3 separate regions of the Mus musculus genome follow, and all the other regions are linked to region 3. The links are chromatin contacts, called in public HiChIP or PLAC-seq maps. All regions are on one chromosome and are shown on one strand. Each heading gives the region's core, a stretch centred on a gene start, on an enhancer-like site or on the middle of the called end of the contact. The rest is flanking DNA. Distances are from core to core; before and after follow the strand shown. Region 1 overlaps Gm30311 (a long non-coding RNA gene). Region 2 has its middle 27 kb from the start of Gm30311. Region 3 overlaps Boc (biregional cell adhesion molecule-related/down-regulated by oncogenes (Cdon) binding protein).

Region 1 (2,700 bases), core at 85-2,584, 170 kb after region 3:
AAGATCTTGGAAAAAAACCTCAGAAGGAAATAAGAGGACCCCAGGTCAAGACTACAATAGAAACGGAGGTGCTGAGCAAAAGTGTTTCTCTATGGCTACAGTTTGTGCTTTCACATTTATTGTTGTTGGTTTTTTTTAATATAACTCATAAAAATCCATCATTTCACAGTGTACAAATCAATAAATTCTAGTACATTCACAAAGCCCAGACACTCACCATTAGTGTCTAATTCTAAACGTTTCATTCCCCCAGAAAGAACACTATACTCATTAGCAGTCTAGTTGGCTCCGATGTAGGCTTTCCTCAAAGAGACCTTGTTATTCATCCATTCATTCAGCAAACATTTACTGCTCCCTTGCCAAGGTTGCAGGCTTGGCATAATTTACCTCTTCCCTTTCCACAGAGGCATGCACAGCCCGGAGTGCTGAGGAGCACCTGAAGGGCTCCATAAAGTCTGCAGGTGTGAGATGGTCGGAGGCAGGGGTGGGCCGTTTATCAATGGCCCAGTGAGAGGAAGGAGGATTGGGGCTGACAGAAAGTATACAGTGTGGTTGTTATGTTCTTTGGGAACGTTTTTTAGGCGTCGTTACCTCCCTATAGGAGGTGTTTGCCAGCAAACTAAACCTTGGACATTTTTTAACTCCCACACCCCACTCCCGTGCTTCCTGCTCAGTCTGTGCCTAAGTACACCGTTATTGCCATTTCATTTCTGTACCATTTCCCTCACATAGTTCTCTTTGGTCTTTTCCAATTCTTTCTCCACTTGGATCCTTGAGCAATCTCTGTCTCTGTCTCTGTCTCTGTCTCTGTCTCTGTCTCTGTCTCTCTCTCTCTCTCTCTCTCTCACACACACACACACCACCTTTTAATTTTCTTTCTTCATTCCTAATGCCAAGGACAACTAGATTGGAATGAGAGAGAGAGGGGACCTTTTAGGGTCAAAAAGAAAGAGGTCCTCCTGTGTGCATGAGCTGAAGTTCAGCCCCTCTTTCTGCCCTTCTTTTCATCACATTAGAATAAACTTGCTTCTTTTAGGCTTTTATTGTGAACCACACACTGCGCAGAATTGTTTTTCCGAAACCATCCAACAAGGTGAATGCTATCATGATCTCCAAATTACAAAATTGCAAACTCGTGCCTTGGAGTGACTGAATCACTTGTTGAATATCATAAGCTAATAAATGATGGCAAGTCACCCCAAACCAACCCTGTTTGATGGCAGCACATGAGTGGTAACTTTATAAGGCTTTACTTTGCTCTGTGTGTGTGTGTGTGTGTGTGTGTCCCCGTCCCTCTTTAGCTAGTGCTGTTTCTCTACCCAGAGTCAGCCGGACTGGCTTTTTTCCAGGTTTAGCAAATGGGGATCCTTGGCCTGCCTAAGTGCAGACCTCTATGGAGCATTGTAATTGCTGGTACGAGGCAATAAAATCTTAACAGTCTCCAGAAAGGAGGGCTGTAAATTCTTCTGAAGCCCGCTTGGGGTGTAAAGGTTCACGCCTCCTCCTCTTTTTCCTCTACCCCCCCCTCCATTAACTGCCCCCAGATTTCATGAAAGGGGCCATGCATTAACACAGGGCCCCACGTCCCAGCAGCCTCCAGCTGTAGCCAGGTTTATGTTTCATACTTTAAAAAGAGAGAGAAAATCAACTTTTTTCAGGAATGTAGACACGTGGCCTATTCTTTGGGGTTGGCAGGGATTGGGGGATGGGGATTGGGGGAGAGGGAAGGTCTGGGGGCGGGGGGGGGGGGGGAGAAGAGGCTGAGGGAAATGGCTAAGTACAGAACCAAAGAATAACAGGGACATGTTTGCAAAACTAATACTCATAGGGGTTCTGGGATTTTTCCCCCTTTTTTTCAAATATTCACATTGTTACCTAGGTCCCGATGAGCCAGCCGTAGTCTTTGCAAAATGCATTTGGTTGTTTGGAACCAAGCTAGAAAGAAAATAGCAGAGATTTAAGAAGAGGAGAGCTCACCTCAGGGAGCAATTGAGCATGTCTTAGGACATGTGACAGCGTGACAGATGGCCCCCTCTAGAATCTCCTGCTCTAGCAATGATTAGATGACATTTAGGTGGAATGCAAACGTCCAACTGGGGGAAATGACCATTCCCGGGATGGACAGGAAGGAGCCATGTGAACTAAGCCGTAGCCATCACAACACAACAAAGATGCTGGGACTTATTTTCCCAGGATGGAAGGCTACAGGGTGGAGACTTAGATGAGAATGGAGGGCCAGGCCCAGGGTGGGTGGGTCCAAGAGGGACTGGGGCTTTGATAGAAAGAACAAAAGGGTTTTCTGTATCCTGTGAGATACAGCGAAATGTGTCGTTGTCCAATCTCACCTCCCTCCCAGCTCCCACACCCTTGTGCATTTCACAAGAAAGAGGATCTAACTCAGGTTTCTTGACCAAAAGGAGGCTAGAGTGGAGTTGGCGTAGACTTCAGAAATTGCAAGGATGTGTTTCTTTAATTAACTTCTAATTCCTGTGTGCCCAAAACTGAAGTACCAGCAAAGGCTGACAGCAACTAGGCCTAGGCTTCACCAATTGGTTGGATCAGGATGTGCTTGCTGGTGTGTGTGTGTGTGTGTGTGTGTGTGTGTGTGTGTGTGTGTGTGTGTGTACAAGTTCTGTATATGTATATGGAAAGGAGAGGAAGTGAATAATTTATATTGCAATGGTTTGCTGAACCCCAAAT
Region 2 (2,925 bases), core at 396-2,895, 190 kb after region 3:
AATAAGCAATTGCAGGGTATGATTTCAGTTTTGCTCTTCTTCTTCTTCTTCTTCTTCTTCTTCTTCTTCTTCTTCTTCTTCTTCTTCTTCTTCTTCTTCTTCTTCTTCTTCTTCTTCTTCTTCATTTCTTAGTAACTAAAGGATAAGATTTGTCTTTTAGCCACAGCCTCCGTATCAGGAGTGGATCTATTCACAACCCATATATGTGCTCTGGAGAGTCATTTTTTCTTTTGACTAATGTCACTTTAATCTAACACACACACACACACACACACACACACACACACACACACACACACACACACACACTGAGCCCCATTTCAAGCTACTGAATCTAAATCTTAGTGCCACAAGACTCTGGACAAAGTTTTAAAAGCCTTCACCCTTGTTTAAGAATGTTTTACTCTTTTAGATGCAAGTACCCAATGAGATTCCATGTAATAATGTTGTTGAGAAAATAGGTAAATTATAAATCTGGTAAACTGTGTAGGCTCAGAGCCTAGGGCTGCTTCAATCACAAGAGCACACGGAAACAGGATTTGTTCCTTTGGAGATTAAATATTTTAGAGAAACCTACCATCAAACATTTGTAGGCTGGGAAGATGCTCAGTGGTTAAGACTACTTGCTGCTCTTGCAGAGGACCATATTCAGTTTCCAGCATCCACGTGGAGGGTCATAATCACCCAAACTCTAGTTACAGCGGTTCTGATTCCCTCTTCTGACATCTACAGGCACAGACATGCATATAGTACATATACTTCCATATAGGCAAAACACCCAAACACATAAAACTAGAAAATCAAACACACACACATATACATATATATGTACATACATATATTACTTTGTATATATTAACAGTCTAATGCTCAAGTGTGGGTTGGTTCTAATCTTTTATTTTTGGTCGTATTGATTGCAAATCATTCTATTGTGATGTTTTCACTTTCCAAAGATTCAAGAACCTTCTTATAGCAGGACATGGTGATGTACACCTATACTATACCTCATTCAAGAGGCAGGACGATTGTGAGTTTGAGGATAGCCTTAGCTACATATTGAGATTCTGCCACAAATAAACAAGCCCTTCAGCTTCTCTTGACTTTTTGAGGCATCTATAAAGGTGGGAGATGGAAGGATGTATCCTGGAGGAAGGGATTAGACCGGCTGGAGGAGAGGGACGGAGAGGAGTGTTGAGTAGTGTAAAATGGATGCTCCTGAAGCATGTGGCAGATTAAAAACCAAGCAACGCCGTCCTATGGAAACAACTTTACAGATGTACGGCGTTAACTATCTCAGACTTGTAGGTTTGTGTGCGCGCGCGCGTGCGCGCGCACGCGTGTGGTTGTGCTGTGTGAAATGTTGTGCTGTGTGAAATGGGGAGGTGGGGTAGCTATATACTTAGAGTTGAAAATAAAAAAGGCCCCTGTATTGACTCCTGAAAGGCTGAGATAAAGAGAACCACATGGGACACATTGTGAGCAACGAGAGCTCAGAGCTGGCCTCCATTCCCCATCATTGTGCTCCACTCCTCCTTCCCCTGCCCCTCCCACTTCAAAATCTTCCCCGCAGCCTCAGCCTAGTTCCACCTCCCCCTTTCCTTCTCAAAGCCCAAAGGCCCTCTTTTCAAGCTCTCTCTGCTGAGGCCCCCTCAACTGAGCCCAAGGCCTCCATTCAGAGCCACTGGTTTGGTTAAAATCCCTTATTCACCCCCTAGCCACCCCTGCCCCATCAGCTGAGCCTCGGTTCAGACCTCACAAAACAAAACAAAACCAGCCTGTATAATTGATGGTGGCTGCTGGAGGGCCCCCCTTCTGCGTTCCCTCCAGGGGCTCCTACCCAGTCAGCCTCTATTCTCAAGTTTCCCTCTTTCCCTGCCCCCCCCCCCCACCTCCTGCTGGATTTTCCTGGTTAACAAGTGTGCACTGTTATCATCGCGCCCCTATCATATTTATCCCCTTTCAGAACTGATGTGTGCTTTTTGTAGCAGGAAGCCTGCACATCTTTTGGCGGTTCAGTCTGATGGGGGTGGGGGCGGGGATGGGGTGAAGGGATGGAAGTGGTGCTTGTAGGGGGTTGGGGCTGGGGACTGGGGGCAACCTATGTTTCTCAGATGGAGCAAGAGGCAGAAGCAACGAGGAAGAAGAGAACAAAATACTGAAACAAGGGGAATAAGAGGCTAGAGAAAAACAGTGTAACTTGTCATTGACCCAATGAGAAGGAAGCAGGGGAGATGGGGGCGGGGCTAGTGAGCATGATGGCGAGGGGGGGGCGGGGGGTCCGGGGGTGGAGGTGGGCTATTAAGCCTGATGGCCCCTTTATTTAAAGATTCTTTACTTCCCCAGAGAGAGTGCAAGGTGACTAACTTTATTACATCTCTGCTTAACTTCATTTTCACTAGTTCAGGATGCCCGAGGGAAATGAGGCAGAGAACCAGAAAAGGCCAGAGTGAGAACCAGAGAATCACAGAGCAAAAGCAGGTGGAAAGTCGCGCGCGCGCGCGCGTGTGTGTGTGTGTGTGTGTGTGTGTGTGTGTGTGTGTGTGTGTGTGTTAAAAATACAATGCTCCCAGAATCTCCAAACCTTAGCGATCTGTAAACTTTTGAGATTTTTTTTTGTATTCATTTCCGTTGAGAGAATGTTAAGGTCAGGGGATAGAAAGACATAAGGTCCAGAAGTGTCCAGCCAATCACTGCAGAAGCTCTGAAGTACCAATGGAGAACTCCAAGAAAGCACAGCTCATTAATTCTCACTTGACCTCCCAGAGAGCGGCATTTTCCTCCCGGTTGTGCTGGGGAGGAAGCTGAGTGAATCTGTGATTTGCAAGAAGTCTAAGGTAGAACAAGAGATGGAAGAGCATCTGCCTGCCAGGCCTGCAGCCAGCTCCCTAAACCCCAAACCGCAGCTTTTCTTCTTCCCCAGGAATG
Region 3 (2,846 bases), core at 57-2,556:
AGAAGGACAGAGGTGAACAAAGTGAACAGGACTTTGCATCTGGCCTCACTATAACTTGCTCGGGCCTTTGGAACTCTGAGCTAAGCAAAAATATTTGACTTACCTGTTCGGAAGGTGACCATAGCTGTCTGGCCCTCGCCAGCACAGTTGTAGGCTGCCATCTCCACTTCGTACAAGCTTCCAGGGTCAAGCCTGGTCAGGGTGAGGCGGTGCTGGTTGGCTGGAATGCCAGAAATGGTCCAGTCGTCAGAGGAGTTCGTGACCTGCTGAAGAGGGTGACTGGGGTAAGGACCTGCTTCTGCTGTGGTGTCCAGGAGGTTTTCGGCCTGAGCCCAAGATGGCAGGAAGAGAGAAAGAGGACCGTGGGCTAGGTTAAAGGCTGGTGGGACTGCAGAGCTCAGACTGGTTCTCCTACTCTCTAAGGTAATGATCCTATTAAGGAAAGTTTGCAAGGATAGCTACAAAGCTAGACTGAACTGTCAGTCCCCCAAAGGCCACTCTCCCATCTCCTGCAACCTCCTCATCTATGTTCTCTCTGCTTGCATATGAAGCCAAACCCGAGCCCTTCAGTCCATATTCTAAGGAGAGATGGTGGCAGGAATGATAACAAAAGTGGAAGCAATGGAAAGATGGTCCTAGTGTGCTCATTCTCAGTGCACTGCCTGTCCCTAAGTCTCAGCAGTCAGTGTCCACAGCAAAGAGCCTCAGCCCGGAGAGCTGAGGAATTCATCCATGGTTGCAAAGCTAGTGAGCACTTGTGTCCAAAGAGCATGCTCAGAAGTTACCTGTTCTAGACAGAGGATTCTGGGAGTGGAAAACCCCAAATTCAAGTTCTGACTGTATAACCCCAAACAAACTCCCACACTGGTGAGCCCTGAGCCATTCATCCCTAAGATGGGCAAATACAATGTCTTGAGTTACTCTGGAGTCAAATGAGATGACTTGGCACAGGTGAGGTTCCCAACAAATGAATGCCTGGCCTGTCTCCTGACGCTCTTGGCACCCTTCACCCTGTGAGATTTCTCACTTTAAAATTCTTCTCCGGTTTCTGCTCCCTGTCCCTGTTCTTGAAGCTTAAAAAACAGGGTGTCCGTGAAGGATTATAAATGAACTTTTAATGGTTAGCTCTTTAAAAAAATATTTATGGGAGAACTCCGGGCACCGAAAGGCAATGGTGAGAGATTATTTCCTCCCACCCACCATCTTTTAAGAAGGACTTTGTGGCCAGCTCTGTGCATCTCAGAAAGCCTGCCAGAATAGAGAGCTGAGGTTTGATTAAGAAAGCGACCAGCTGCTGGGGAAAGCTCTTATCCCTGAGCAAAGTATTCGCAAGTAGAACAAAACGTCCCATTCAAGGCCAGGGGATGGTCTGAGCTCATTAATGTCGGGCTTCCAGGATTTGTTCCAAGGGGAAAGGTTTTCACAAGCTGAGAGTCCCCAGTGATGCTGGAAACCCAAACACAGTAGCCTAGGTCTACAGTGGATGAGATGAAACTTGCTCTGTGCACGTGAAAATCAGCCTGACTAATTCCCAATGCCCTGCAAAAGACAGAGAATAGAAAAAAACAAAACAAAACAAAAAAACCCACAAAAACAAAAAACAAACAAAACAAAACAAAAACAAAACAAAACAACCCCCCAAAAAACCCAAACCCACAACCCAATGCTGACTTCTGATTCCGACCTTCTTTCTTGGGTGACGACCATTAAGCTATGTTAGTTCCGTGAGCAAGAACAGCTTTCAAGACATACTTTCTGTCTTGGCAACATTCACTTAAAAGCTCCAACTGTTCCACAGGGCAATGCCTAATGGAAGCCAGACTCAGCAGGGCCCCTGTCCCGACTGTCATTTTCCTGTACCTCCTCCTCCCTCTGCCCTCCCAGCACCGGCCTCAGACTTCCACTGGGACCCAGAAATGAAAATAAGAAATGCAAGGGTAATTAGTCACTGTCACACACACTGGGAGGGTGAACGCAGGCATCAGTTTGGCATTTCCGGATTACCCCAGTGCGGTCTTTGCCTCCTTGCCTGTAGTGGGAGGTAGTTTCAGGGCCACCTATTGGCCTGAAAAATATTATTCTTACTATCACACTGGTTTCTGTCTCTTGGGTACTTGGCTTCCCTAATCTTTGTCTACAACTCACAGGGAGGTGTCTAGTTACACAGTAAAATAAGGATTGGGACCAGCCCTGCCCTGGAACACAGGCTAAACAAGGCTGTTACTTTTCAGAAAGCCATTTACACCTTTAGCTGGTCCTGGAGGTGGTGTGGGGGAGGGAACTGTGGTCTCTCCTGTGCCTATATGGGAAACTACATGAGGGTACAGGGTGTTGCTCTGCCTCCGGTACTTTTCTGACCACCTGAGGTCTCCGGGAACTTCTTTAGTACCCGGGTCTTCTGGAAGGGGAAGACACAGAGAAGGCCAGACTATTCGAGGCCAGTGGTGTTTGCAGCAGGGACCTGGCTTGTGCAGAGTCAGAGCATTCAGAACATTCCACCATGGGAGGGGAGGCTTGTTTTCTTGTTTGCTTTTGGAGTAGGAAAAGGTGGGTAAGTATTTTTCGCTCCATTTCACATTTCCATATTTTCTACCAAGCGCACAAAGCATTTTTGTAAGCAAAAAAATAATCCAAACGCACACAAGCGCCCACATTTAGAATAAATAGGTTGCTGGTATTAAATTCTTTTTAATCCACTTAAGACCAGAACTTTTCTACTTTCTGGTGATATTGGAGAGAAACAGCACAAACCTGTGGTGAGCAGAAATGTTTTATGAGGAGTCTCATCTCACATTCCTTGTGCAGCTTTGAGAAGAGTGGCAGATGGAAGGCCCTGGTTCACCTCA

The links. HiChIP or PLAC-seq counts read pairs in DNA pulled down with a chosen protein or histone mark.
Region 1: a contact with region 3 is called in an H3K27ac HiChIP or PLAC-seq map of oligodendrocyte precursor cells, with 5 times the contacts expected there. The contact joins two enhancer-like sites. A contact is called at or near these places in 1 of 15 datasets of contacts at CTCF or cohesin (embryonic stem cells), 3 of 484 Hi-C or Micro-C datasets (bone marrow-derived macrophages, cumulus cells and embryonic fibroblasts) and 14 of 115 datasets of contacts at active chromatin or transcription factors (bone marrow-derived dendritic cells, bone marrow-derived macrophages, cardiomyocytes and 7 more).
Region 2: an H3K4me3 HiChIP or PLAC-seq map of craniofacial prominence shows a contact between it and region 3, with 5 times the contacts expected there. The contact joins two enhancer-like sites. A contact is called at or near these places in 2 of 39 promoter capture datasets (both in embryonic stem cells), 5 of 15 datasets of contacts at CTCF or cohesin (embryonic stem cells, large pre-B cells and stem cell-derived epiblast-like cells), 105 of 484 Hi-C or Micro-C datasets (2-cell-like embryonic stem cells, 8-cell embryo, the AtT-20 cell line and 37 more), 29 of 115 datasets of contacts at active chromatin or transcription factors (T-cell acute lymphoblastic leukemia, bone marrow-derived macrophages, cardiomyocytes and 15 more) and 1 of 9 other capture datasets (embryonic stem cells).

Annotation. Positions count from the first base shown.
Region 1 is chr16:44,665,262-44,667,961 of GRCm38.p6, forward strand. Gm30311 (a long non-coding RNA gene) reads left to right here. Exons shown (of 3, transcript XR_384869.4): 3 at 1-203. Among named protein-coding and RNA genes, the nearest start is that of Gm30311, 6.7 kb to the left of the region's middle. Within about 2 kb of position 1,335, at least 33 of the 459 cell types and tissues checked have an H3K27ac peak or open chromatin away from gene starts, as enhancers often do. A contact at or near this core is called in oligodendrocyte precursor cells, where this site is marked.
Region 2 is chr16:44,685,861-44,688,785 of GRCm38.p6, forward strand. No RefSeq gene overlaps it. Among named protein-coding and RNA genes, the nearest start is that of Gm30311, 27 kb to the left of the region's middle. Within about 2 kb of position 1,646, at least 63 of the 459 cell types and tissues checked have an H3K27ac peak or open chromatin away from gene starts, as enhancers often do. A contact at or near this core is called in craniofacial prominence, embryonic basal ganglia, embryonic forebrain and 5 more, where this site is marked.
Region 3 is chr16:44,492,710-44,495,555 of GRCm38.p6, forward strand. Boc (biregional cell adhesion molecule-related/down-regulated by oncogenes (Cdon) binding protein) reads right to left here. Exons shown (of 19, transcript NM_172506.2): 9 at 104-263. Among named protein-coding and RNA genes, the nearest start is that of Gm30064, 36 kb to the right of the region's middle. Within about 2 kb of position 1,307, at least 109 of the 459 cell types and tissues checked have an H3K27ac peak or open chromatin away from gene starts, as enhancers often do. A contact at or near this core is called in craniofacial prominence, embryonic basal ganglia, embryonic forebrain and 6 more, where this site is marked.